Linked DNA regions of Sus scrofa: region 2 is linked to region 1. The links are chromatin contacts, called in public Hi-C maps. All regions are on one chromosome and are shown on one strand. Each heading gives the region's core, a stretch centred on a gene start, on an enhancer-like site or on the middle of the called end of the contact. The rest is flanking DNA. Distances are from core to core; before and after follow the strand shown. Region 1 has its middle 25 kb from the start of ADAMTS10. Region 2 overlaps MARCH2 (membrane associated ring-CH-type finger 2).

Evidence for each region. Hi-C and Micro-C count contacts between places; a contact is called where the count stands out from the background.
Region 2: a contact with region 1 is called in a Hi-C map of embryonic fibroblasts, with 2.1 times the contacts expected there. The contact joins two enhancer-like sites. A contact is called at or near these places in 2 of 47 Hi-C or Micro-C datasets (embryonic fibroblasts and omental adipose tissue).

What each region holds. Positions count from the first base shown.
Region 1 is chr2:70,706,873-70,711,616 of Sscrofa11.1, forward strand. No RefSeq gene overlaps it. Among named protein-coding and RNA genes, the nearest start is that of ADAMTS10, 25 kb to the right of the region's middle. Within about 2 kb of position 2,624, at least 14 of the 83 cell types and tissues checked have an H3K27ac peak or open chromatin away from gene starts, as enhancers often do. A contact at or near this core is called in embryonic fibroblasts and omental adipose tissue, where this site is marked.
Region 2 is chr2:70,865,322-70,870,065 of Sscrofa11.1, forward strand. MARCH2 (membrane associated ring-CH-type finger 2) reads right to left here. Exons shown (of 5, transcript NM_001244915.1): 3 at 2,134-2,329; 4 at 488-697. Among named protein-coding and RNA genes, the nearest start is that of HNRNPM, 8.9 kb to the left of the region's middle. Within about 2 kb of position 2,715, at least 35 of the 83 cell types and tissues checked have an H3K27ac peak or open chromatin away from gene starts, as enhancers often do. A contact at or near this core is called in embryonic fibroblasts and omental adipose tissue, where this site is marked.

The DNA of each region.
Region 1 (4,744 bases), core at 1,374-3,873:
AACCTGACACATGTGGAAGCTTAAGAAGCGCTTTCCCAAAAAAAAAAGGGGGAGTTCCCATTGTGGTGCAGCAAAAATGAATCCAACTAGTATCCATGAGGATACAGATTCCACCTATGGCCTTGCTCAGTAAGTCAGGGATCTGGCATTGCCATGAGCTGTGGTGTAGGATGCAGACGCGGCCCAGATCCTGTGTTGCTGTGTCTGTGGGGCAGGCCAGCAGCTGTAGCTCCAATTGGACTCCCTAGCTTGGGAACTTCCACATGATGCGGGTGCAGGCCTAAGAAGCAAAAAAGAAGAAGAGGTGCTGGGACTGGTCCTCTCTGCTTTTCCTGGCAACTCTGCAACTACCATGGAAATGAGCTTAAACTAGCCTGCTGGAGAAGCCATGTGGATGAGAACCAAGGCACCCTAGCCCACAGCCTGCGACTACCAGGCACATGCATGGAGCCATCCGAGGTTATTTGGCATTTGGTCTCAGCTAAGCCATCAGCTAACTGTCATCCCATGAGTGACTCCAAGCAAGATCAGCAGAAGAACTACTCAGCTGAACTCAGCCCAAATCTTCAACCCACAGAATCAAGTGTTAATAAATGACCATCTTTTCAAGCTACTACATTTTAGTTTGTTACACAGCAAAGGCTAACTGATACAATGGTCAAACATACTCTTTGGAAGGAGATACACAAGCTTATGAAAGTGCAGCCACTGACTCTAACCACGCGAAGACCCTTGGTGTGGTTAACCTGTATGTTTCAGGGCCAAGAATTCCACTTTTTTCACCATGCAACCACTAGGTGGCGGGAATTCTTTATCTGGCTCAAACTTCCACTTAAGCCAGAAGTACAGCCTAAGGAATCAATTTGTGTCTCCACTATAAAGCAAATAACAAACCAAAAAATATATATATATATCATTATCTTGATTTTGCAGATGAGGAAACCGAGGCATGGAGAGATTACATGTCCTGCTGGTAAGGGCTGGAGGGTTTGCATCCGGGCTGACTCTACAATTAATTACTACCTTGGGCTGACACCCAGTTCTATCACTGATTATCTGTGTAACCTGAACAAGGCGCTATGCTCTTGCACCTCTGTCTCAACTCCTATAAAATGAAAGAACTGAACTAAAATCAGAGGTTCCTAACGTGGATGAAAAATCATGATACCATATAACTGTTCAAAAAATCTGTGGGGTAAATATATTTGGGGGCAGGGCAGAGGGGAGTTGGGGGCAGTGGATTGGAGGTGGTCTTTCGATTCCCATATGAGTCTGGGATCCAGAAAAGGTTAAGTATAGGAGTTTCCACTGTGGTACAGTGAGTTAAGGATCCGGCATTGCCACAGCTGCAGTGGAGGTCACAGCTGAGGCTGAGATTCTATCCCTGGCCTGGGAACTTCTCTATGCCACAGGTGTGGCTGCAAAAGAAAAAAAGAGAGAAAAAGGAAAGGAAAGGAAAGGAAAGAAAAGCATTGTATAATATTCTCTCGAAGACCTATTCCAGGAGCCCGTTTCCTATTCAAGTTGATACCAAATGTGACAATTACAATTATGCAGAAATCAAACAAGCCTCACAGAGAACAGTCTCGGGCAATTTGGTCCATATGACAGCAGTACTGAACTATGGTTCAGGTTAAGCATGACCCTGGTCTTAATTCCAGGCTTGAGTGGAATGCCTGTTTCTTAGCACAGCCCACACACTTGTCTTGGAACTAGACCAGTTCTGGGCTTGTCCCATACGTCATGACCTGCCCCAGGGGTGGGGGGGCATGCAAGGTTCTGCTGCCACAGCTTTGACCTCTGAGCCCTAACCATCCACACCCTGAGAAAGCAGTTAGCGACAATTACAGGAACTGCCCAATAGCCTACAGCAGACTCTGTCTGAAGTCGCCCATGCCTCATTTTCCAGAAGTCTGGTTCATTGTAACTGTTTCTGGGCTCTTGATGTTTCCTAGGAATGAGCTGATTTTGCAGATGAGGAAACTGAGCTATGGGGAGATTACATCTCCCACTGATAAGGGCTGGAGCCAGGTTTTGCATCCAGGCTGATTCTACTATTACTGCTCACTGCAAACCTCCTCTCCCTGTTCTGTGCCAGTCAGCTCACATCTGCCCCTGCCTGGACTTTCCACAGCCAACTCTGGTCCAACTAACTGCTTCCAAGCCTTTTCACGACCACCCAGTTCACTCTGAGCAGGTCATAAACTTTGCTGTGGTGCAGGAAGTGTGCAAACTTTTCCTTTGGACGGTGGAATGTGTGTCAAGCAACATCTTTGGGAAGCTCATCGCAGGAGCTCAAACAATGTGAAAACCTTTGGGATGGCAGCCTCTTGGGGAGAACACCACATCTTGTGGGCCACCCTCAGGGCAATCAGATAAGTGTGTAGGGATCACACGCGGGTGGTCTGGGGGAGATCAAGAAAACTGAACTGATTCCCCCAAAGGGTTGGCCCCATGAAGGCAGGTAAGATCAAGGATTCAGCAGGCAGTAACTCAAGCCAAGAAGCCAGCATGAGAACACAGGCCCTGGGAATTTGCAGACATCTCCAGGAGGGCGCTGGGCTTCCCGCAGGTCGTGGGAGAGAGGCAGGCGCCAAATCTCTGAGGCCTGAGTAACCCCGGCTGACATCTGGATAACATCTGTTATACAAAAGAGCCTGTCCCAGCCAGAGAGCAGTAACCCCAGCAGGGCTTTCAAACACCCAGCAGGGTTTTTTTTTTTTAATAGCTTTAGCAAGATTCTTTCACAACAACAAACTCACTAAAAGCTACTCGGCTCAGCTGCAGGGCAGACACACCCTGAGACACACTTAACCACCACACGTAATAACAGCCTAATATTTCATGCATGTTCAGTATGCGTCAGACACAGTACTATCACTTTCCACATATTAATTCTTATAATTCTTATAACAACTCCTTGGGGTCAGTGCTATTGTCATCCCCACGCAGGCAGGAGGAACTGCTTTAACTGCCCTCCCAGACTGAAAAACCAAGCACCATCTTTCTCCCTAGAGCCCTGCATGACCTGGTCTGTCCCTTCTCTGCTCTCACCTCCTCCCTCTCCACCCCTCTCTTTCACTCATTAGCTTCCAACCACGAGGGAATTTACCAAGTAAATTCCTGCCTCGGGGCCTTTGCACATACTCCTCCCTCTGCCAAAGAGGCTCTCCCCCCTGAAGCACTGCCCAGCTCACTGCTCATGGCCTTCCATTCTTTACCTGAAAGTCACCTAAAACTGCACACCCCTCCCCTCATGCACATACATGGCACTCACTGCCATCTGGCATGTTGAACACTTTCATTTCTCCATCTGTATTGTCAGCCAGGCCCACAAGAGCAGGGATTTGTGTCTGTTTTGTTCACAAAGTGCCTGGCACACAGTGGGTATTCAGTAAGTATTCGCAGAACAAATAATCCACAATGAAAGAGGACACGGAGGCAGGGAAAAATTGGGTGATTCACCCAAGCCCACAGTCCTTAAGTGGTAGAAGCCAGATTCAAACACAGATTGAATTCCCAGGCTTCCTAGTCACTGTGCTCCTTTTCCCTAAACACATCCCTGTGCACACAACGGCTAACACCTACACATTCACAAATGTATACAACCGCTTGTAGCCAGAGCATCCGCAGGAGGCTTTCCCGCAGCCACACCCCCTCACTCAGGCCCACCCTCAGCCCCCAGGCTCCTGGCCCCCAGCTCTCACCTCCTCAAGCCCTCAGGCCCCAACACCCCAAGCCAGGACTGCACCCTGGAAATTTTGCTCAGCATGGTCAAGATGTTGCTGTATCAGGGCGTCCGTGTGTGAGCTGCTATAGGCCACCCGCCGAGGATGGGGGCTGATGGCGGCCAGGTCCAGCACCTCACCCTGGGGAGGGAAGGCCCTGGGGGAGTTGCTGGAGTGGCCAAGGGCGCAGCCAACACAGCCCCCTTCCCATTTCCTGGGCCTTCTCATTGCTCGTGTCCGCATACACCCGGACCTTGGAGAACCTAGGGTGCGTTACGCAGGCTGTTGAGCCCCCACTCTCTTGATGTCCCTTCCCCCATCAATCTAGGCCCTCATTGCAGCCCAGCTGCCCGTGCGTCTCCAACTTTCAGGTCTGATGCAGGTGGCCGTGCATCGTGGCACAGGGCAGGCAGCAGAAAAGCACATCCTCCCTTCACCATCCACCCCGTCGTTGCCTCCGCTCGGTCCTTCCTTGGAGCCACGGGTCCTCTCAGGCTCCTCCCTCAGCCCAAGCCCTGCCCCTTCCCGGCCCCAAATGCACCGTCACTCTCCAGGGCAGCTGCAGAGTCAGCATCGAGGCACCACCAAGGCTTTAGAAGACTTCCCACCTTGGAGACCACGCCTCCTAGGCCTCCTCCAAGGCCCTGCCCCGAATCAGGGCTCTGCCTTCCTGCCTCCAAGAGGGATGCTCCAAGGCCCACTCACACTCTTGCCCCTCCCAACTGCAGCCCAGGCCCCGCCCACTGGCCCCGCCCGGTCATTGTCTTCTTCCAAGTGTGAAGCACGGGGTCACTCACAGCTGTGTGATGCCGGCTGGCGAAGTCGCCAGGGTCCTCTCAGCCATCAAGACCTCTTCAATTCCAGGGGCTTCTGTCTTTGAGCTGCTCCCAGACAGTCCCAGGCCGAGGCCCCACATGCCCAATGTCCTGCCCTGCGGCTTCCACCCATGACACACGCATCGCGCACCATGGCCTGCGCCGAGCGTAGGCATCCGTCTGATGCTGCGGCGCTGGTGC
Region 2 (4,744 bases), core at 1,465-3,964, 160 kb after region 1:
TCGGAGCTGTAGCTGCCGGCCTACACCAGAGCCACAGCAACGTGGGATCTGAGCCGCATCTGCAACCTACACCACAGCTTACGGCAACACCGGATCCTTAACCCACTGAGCAAGGCCAGGGATCGAACCTGCAACCTCATGGTTCCTAGTTGGATTCGTTAACCACTGCACCACAAGGGGAACTCCTCTCCTGCTCTTTCTCCCACAGCCTTTTGGTGTCTCTCTACCTCACTCCCTCTCCCCAGTCCGGTCTTAGTGGGTAGTGGGGCCTGCACTCAGTAGAGGTGATCACATGCCCTTGCATCCTTGGGGCAGCAGGCTCAAGACTGGCTGCCTCGACCTTGGTCAGATTTGGGATCTGGAGCTCCATGAATGCCGGGAATCGCTGCCACCCAAGAGCCACAAGCAGAGGCAGGCAGGGCACCCCCCTCCAAGCTACTGGCCAAACCCCTGGCCTGACTGTTCCCAGATGCCGGAAGCCACTCACCAGTGTCCAGAGGACATAGATGGTGAAGAGGGCGATGGTGAGGGCGATGAGCCCCACGGCTTCCAGCCGGCTGTGGAGCCGGAGGTGGTCCTGGGCCCCGCGCAGGCACAGCCAGCCCGAGATGGCGGCCAGCGGTGTGATGAACAGGAAGCAAACCATGTCACAGCACAGCGTCCGCTTCTCTGTCCGAGGCCCTGGGTCCTTCAGCCACTGTGGGGAAGAAGGGAGGGGGGAGCCGCTGAGGGGAACCGTACCCTGCCGTCCCAAGAGCCTCCACCAAGGGGTGGTGGGTGATACCTCCAGGCCATGCGCCCCCCTCTGCTGATGCCCATCTTCATCGCTGGGCCCTGCAGAACCAGCCTCCTGCCTGGCACCTCCCTCCGCCCCTTCCTTCTTGCAAATACTTACTGAGACCAGGAAAGGCCAGGCCCTGACAGGTGCGGGGCGTTTCTGCCCCATTTTCCGGATGGGGAAACTGAGGGCACAGAGGGCCTGACCCATTTCTGCAAACTCACATGACTGGTCATCCACAAAGCCAGCATCAGAGCCCAGGAAGCCTTGCTCCAGGGCCTGTATGCTCTTGGCCACTGTGCTACACTGCCTGCCACGCTACTCTGCCTGCCACAGATGATGGAGTAAGAGGAATGGGCTTCATCACAAAATTCTGGTGAATGGAATGGAAAGAGTCCCTGCCCATATAGAACTTCCATGCCCATCTTGGGAGGCATGACACACAGCAGATGATCAGGGCGGAGAAGGCTTTGCTGAGGAGGTGGCACCGTAGAGAACCAAATGAGCAGAAGGAGCAGCACGAGGAATGGAGGAAACAGCGCTCCAGGCTGTGGAAACAGCACGTGCAAAGGCACTGGAGTGGGAGTGTGTGGTCCAGACAGAGTGCAGTGGGGCAGGAGGCTAGAGCATGAAAGAAAGAGTTGGGGGGCGGGGTTCAGGCAGGCTGACTCTTCCTTCCACTGCGCTTTTAAGAGCCCAAGTCCTCTGGAAGCCAGGGACCCTTCCAGGAGCCCCTACATCACCCAATCCCCAGCTTCATTGCCCTGCAGCTCTCAGCTGCCCAATGCCAAGCTGGGCAGGGAGGAGCCTAGAGGGCACCCAAGTGGTCAGCAGGGCTCTAGGAAGCTGTGTGGCTCCTACCAGGCCTGGGAATAAACCCAGATCCGTTGACACTCAGACTACAGTTTAAGCTCCAGGTTTGGCCCACAAAATGTAGTAAGGCCACTACCTCTCCTTCTAGGCTCTCCCCTCCTCTAAATCACTCCACTCAAGCCACATGGGCTCTCTCAGGAACACCAAGCTCCTCCTGGCCTCAGGGACTTTGCAATGGCTGTGCCCTCTGCCAGGACTGCCCTTCCCCAGGTTGGGACTCCTTCTCATTCCTTAGGTCTCAGCTTTAGGTCACCTGAAGTGACCAACACAGGAAGGGGGCACAGGGTCTGTCAGGTCTGGAACCTCAGGCCTGCCTTACCCACCCCTATCAGCAGAATTGACCCTGGGGAGAGGAGAGATTCTCCTCATAGAGAAGCCATTTCCCCAGCCCACCAGGATTCCTCCAGGGCAGCTCCCTTCTCTGGCCCCATGCCTGTCTTCCTCCCCTCTGCCCACTCCAACCTCAAGGCTCCCAAGGGTACCTCTGTGAGGGGCCGGGGCCGCTTCTCCACTGCAAACTCCGTGTGGCACAGCTCACAGTAGCTGGTGTTGGATGAGGAAAGCCACCTCTCCAGACAGCTCTTGTGCACGGCGCCCAGTGTGCCAGTGCAACCACAAGGAGACAGCAAGCTCTCCCCATTCGCTCCCTCATGGCAGATCCGGCAGAAGGGACCATCACTAGACACAGAGATGGGACATGTGAATAACAATCAAGCTTCTTGCCTGTGCCTGCTTCACTACACAGTGAACCCCAGCTCAGCATTGCCCCTATGCTGCTACTTGGCAAACTCCTACTCAACCTTCAAAGCCCAGTTCCAAATGACCTTTCCCCTGGAAAACCTTCCCAGATTCCCACACTTAGAGTGACAGGATCCCTCCCCAGCATTGCTAAGGCACGTTTTTCGGTCCAGGGTGAGCATCCCTTGTGCCTGCCCGCCCAGCGTCCACTCCTCCTTTGCCTATAATACTACCCTGATTGTGCTGGGCAACCATCCCACTCTCAACTCTTGGTCCTCAAGATGACACCCCTGATGATCTCAGGCATGACCAATCAAAACACCACACACCCCTGGCCACAGGGGCTGACTCAGGGAAGGTCATGTGTGATGCAATCAAAATCACAGGGACTTAACTCCTGAAATTCTTTTTCTTCCCTAAACTCCAAAACTACAGGCAGCATGGCTGATATGTTTGGAGCTGTAGGCAACAGCCTGGTCTCCAGGTGGAGTCTGCGAATGATGCCAAAACCAAGGGTCACAGAGGAAAGCAGAGCCAAGAGATAAGGAGAGGCAGATTCTCAAGGACATCATCTGGATCCAGCCGCACCTGAAGACCATGCTACCTGAGCAACCTATATATCCAGGGAGAAGAGGTCCTTGGCTCCTCTGCTCTAGTGAGGCTCAGAAAACAAACATAAAAAATGTCTGCAGGAAGCTGCTTCAGGGAAGTCTCAGCCCCAGCCCGGTCTCTGGGGATGCTGGATCCTTCCTGGGGCAGCTCAGGAGACCAGGGGCGTGGCCTCGGTGGGCCCAGAGGCTGTCCAGCACATGAGTCATTGTTTTCCAGACATCTCTGCCCAGGGAGCGGACTGCGGGAACACTCGAAGGAGGCGGAGCAGTAGTACTGTTTTTCAGATAACACCAGTTTCCCCTCAGAAACTTTCTATCCTTTTCTCAGTGTGTCCTGCCAGGGGCAGGGCATGGCTATTTGAAACCAAGAGGCTGAGCTGAGCCCTCAGGTCTGCTTTCTGGTCCTAGGTCCTGGGCCCAGGCTGCTGCTTTCTCCCCGCAACGTCAGAAGGGCACTCTGGCTCCGCTTGGCTCCCACCCTGCTCCCAGGCTCCCCACACACATCAAGTTAATAGGAAAGGGATCCCTCCCCCGGAAACCAAGCTGAGAGGTGGAAATGATGCATATCTTGCGGGATGATCCACGTCAGTTCAGGGTTTGTCCCGGGGCACCCTACTTTGGAGGTGCAAGTTCAGAGAAAACAAGACACAAGAGCACTGATTTTTTCTTGAGCACTTAGGAGGTACCACGCCCCATTCAAGGGTAACATCTGGGTTAAGCGGTCTTGTTCTCACAGGGAGCCTGTGAGGAAGGCCCCCCTTGTACAGATAGGTTAAACAGAGGCATGGAGGGGTTAACCTGTTTGTGCAAACTCACATAGCTAGTGGTCGGTGAAGCTGGGATTTGAACCCAGGAAGTTGCTCCAGGGCCTGTGTACCCTGAGCCACTCTGTTGCCTGCCACAGGTGGTAGGGCAGCAGAAATGGGCTTCATGCTTGAAATTCTGGCAGGGAAATAATGCAAATGACATGAATGAGGAGGAAATGGGATGGGGCAATGGGTAAGAAATCCAGTGACCCCGGTGGGGCCACCCAGAGCATACCCCATGGGCAGGAGAAGAGAGAGCATGAGTGAGGAAGAAAATAAGAGCCCTGTGGAATCAGGCAGCAGGAGGAGGCCAGATGGGAGGGCCAGGGGTGCAGAAATGCTCAGGGCAGCTTCCAGGAGGGTCGGGGCCAGCTCACAGAGGTCAGAGGGGCCCAGATGCTAGCCCCAAGCCTGTGCCTCTGTGGGTTGTCCTGGGCCCTGGAGAGGCTTCTTGGGCCTTCCTCTTTGGCCTCTGAAGGTTTCAGGGTCCAGAACTCTCTTCCCCACTGGGGGCATCTTGTGCCCCCAGGAATCAGAGTCTCCTTTGAAGTGAAATGGAAGGTTGATTGATTTTATGGTCATGGAACCAGCCAGGCACTGATTACACTATCTTTGTCCCCCACCCTGGCTGCTCACGGACGGCAGGGGCTGGCTGGGAGGAGGAGTCACAGGGTGAGGGGAAGGAGGAGGACAGCAACCTGCTTGCGTGGCCTCTGCCAATCCCGGCCCCTCCCAGCACTGACGCCTGGGGAGACTGACCAGGAAGCTGCAAGGAAGGCCACTTCCCTGAAGGATGATGACCCTGTGGAATAATAGCAGCCTTCCCTCTGGGAAGGGTTGTTCTTTTGCCCTGGCCTTCAGCCTGGGCAAGGTGGGGTTGGGCTGCCTCAAAAGGCAGAGGGGATAGCCAGCAAAAAAGAACATCATCTTGCTATTTG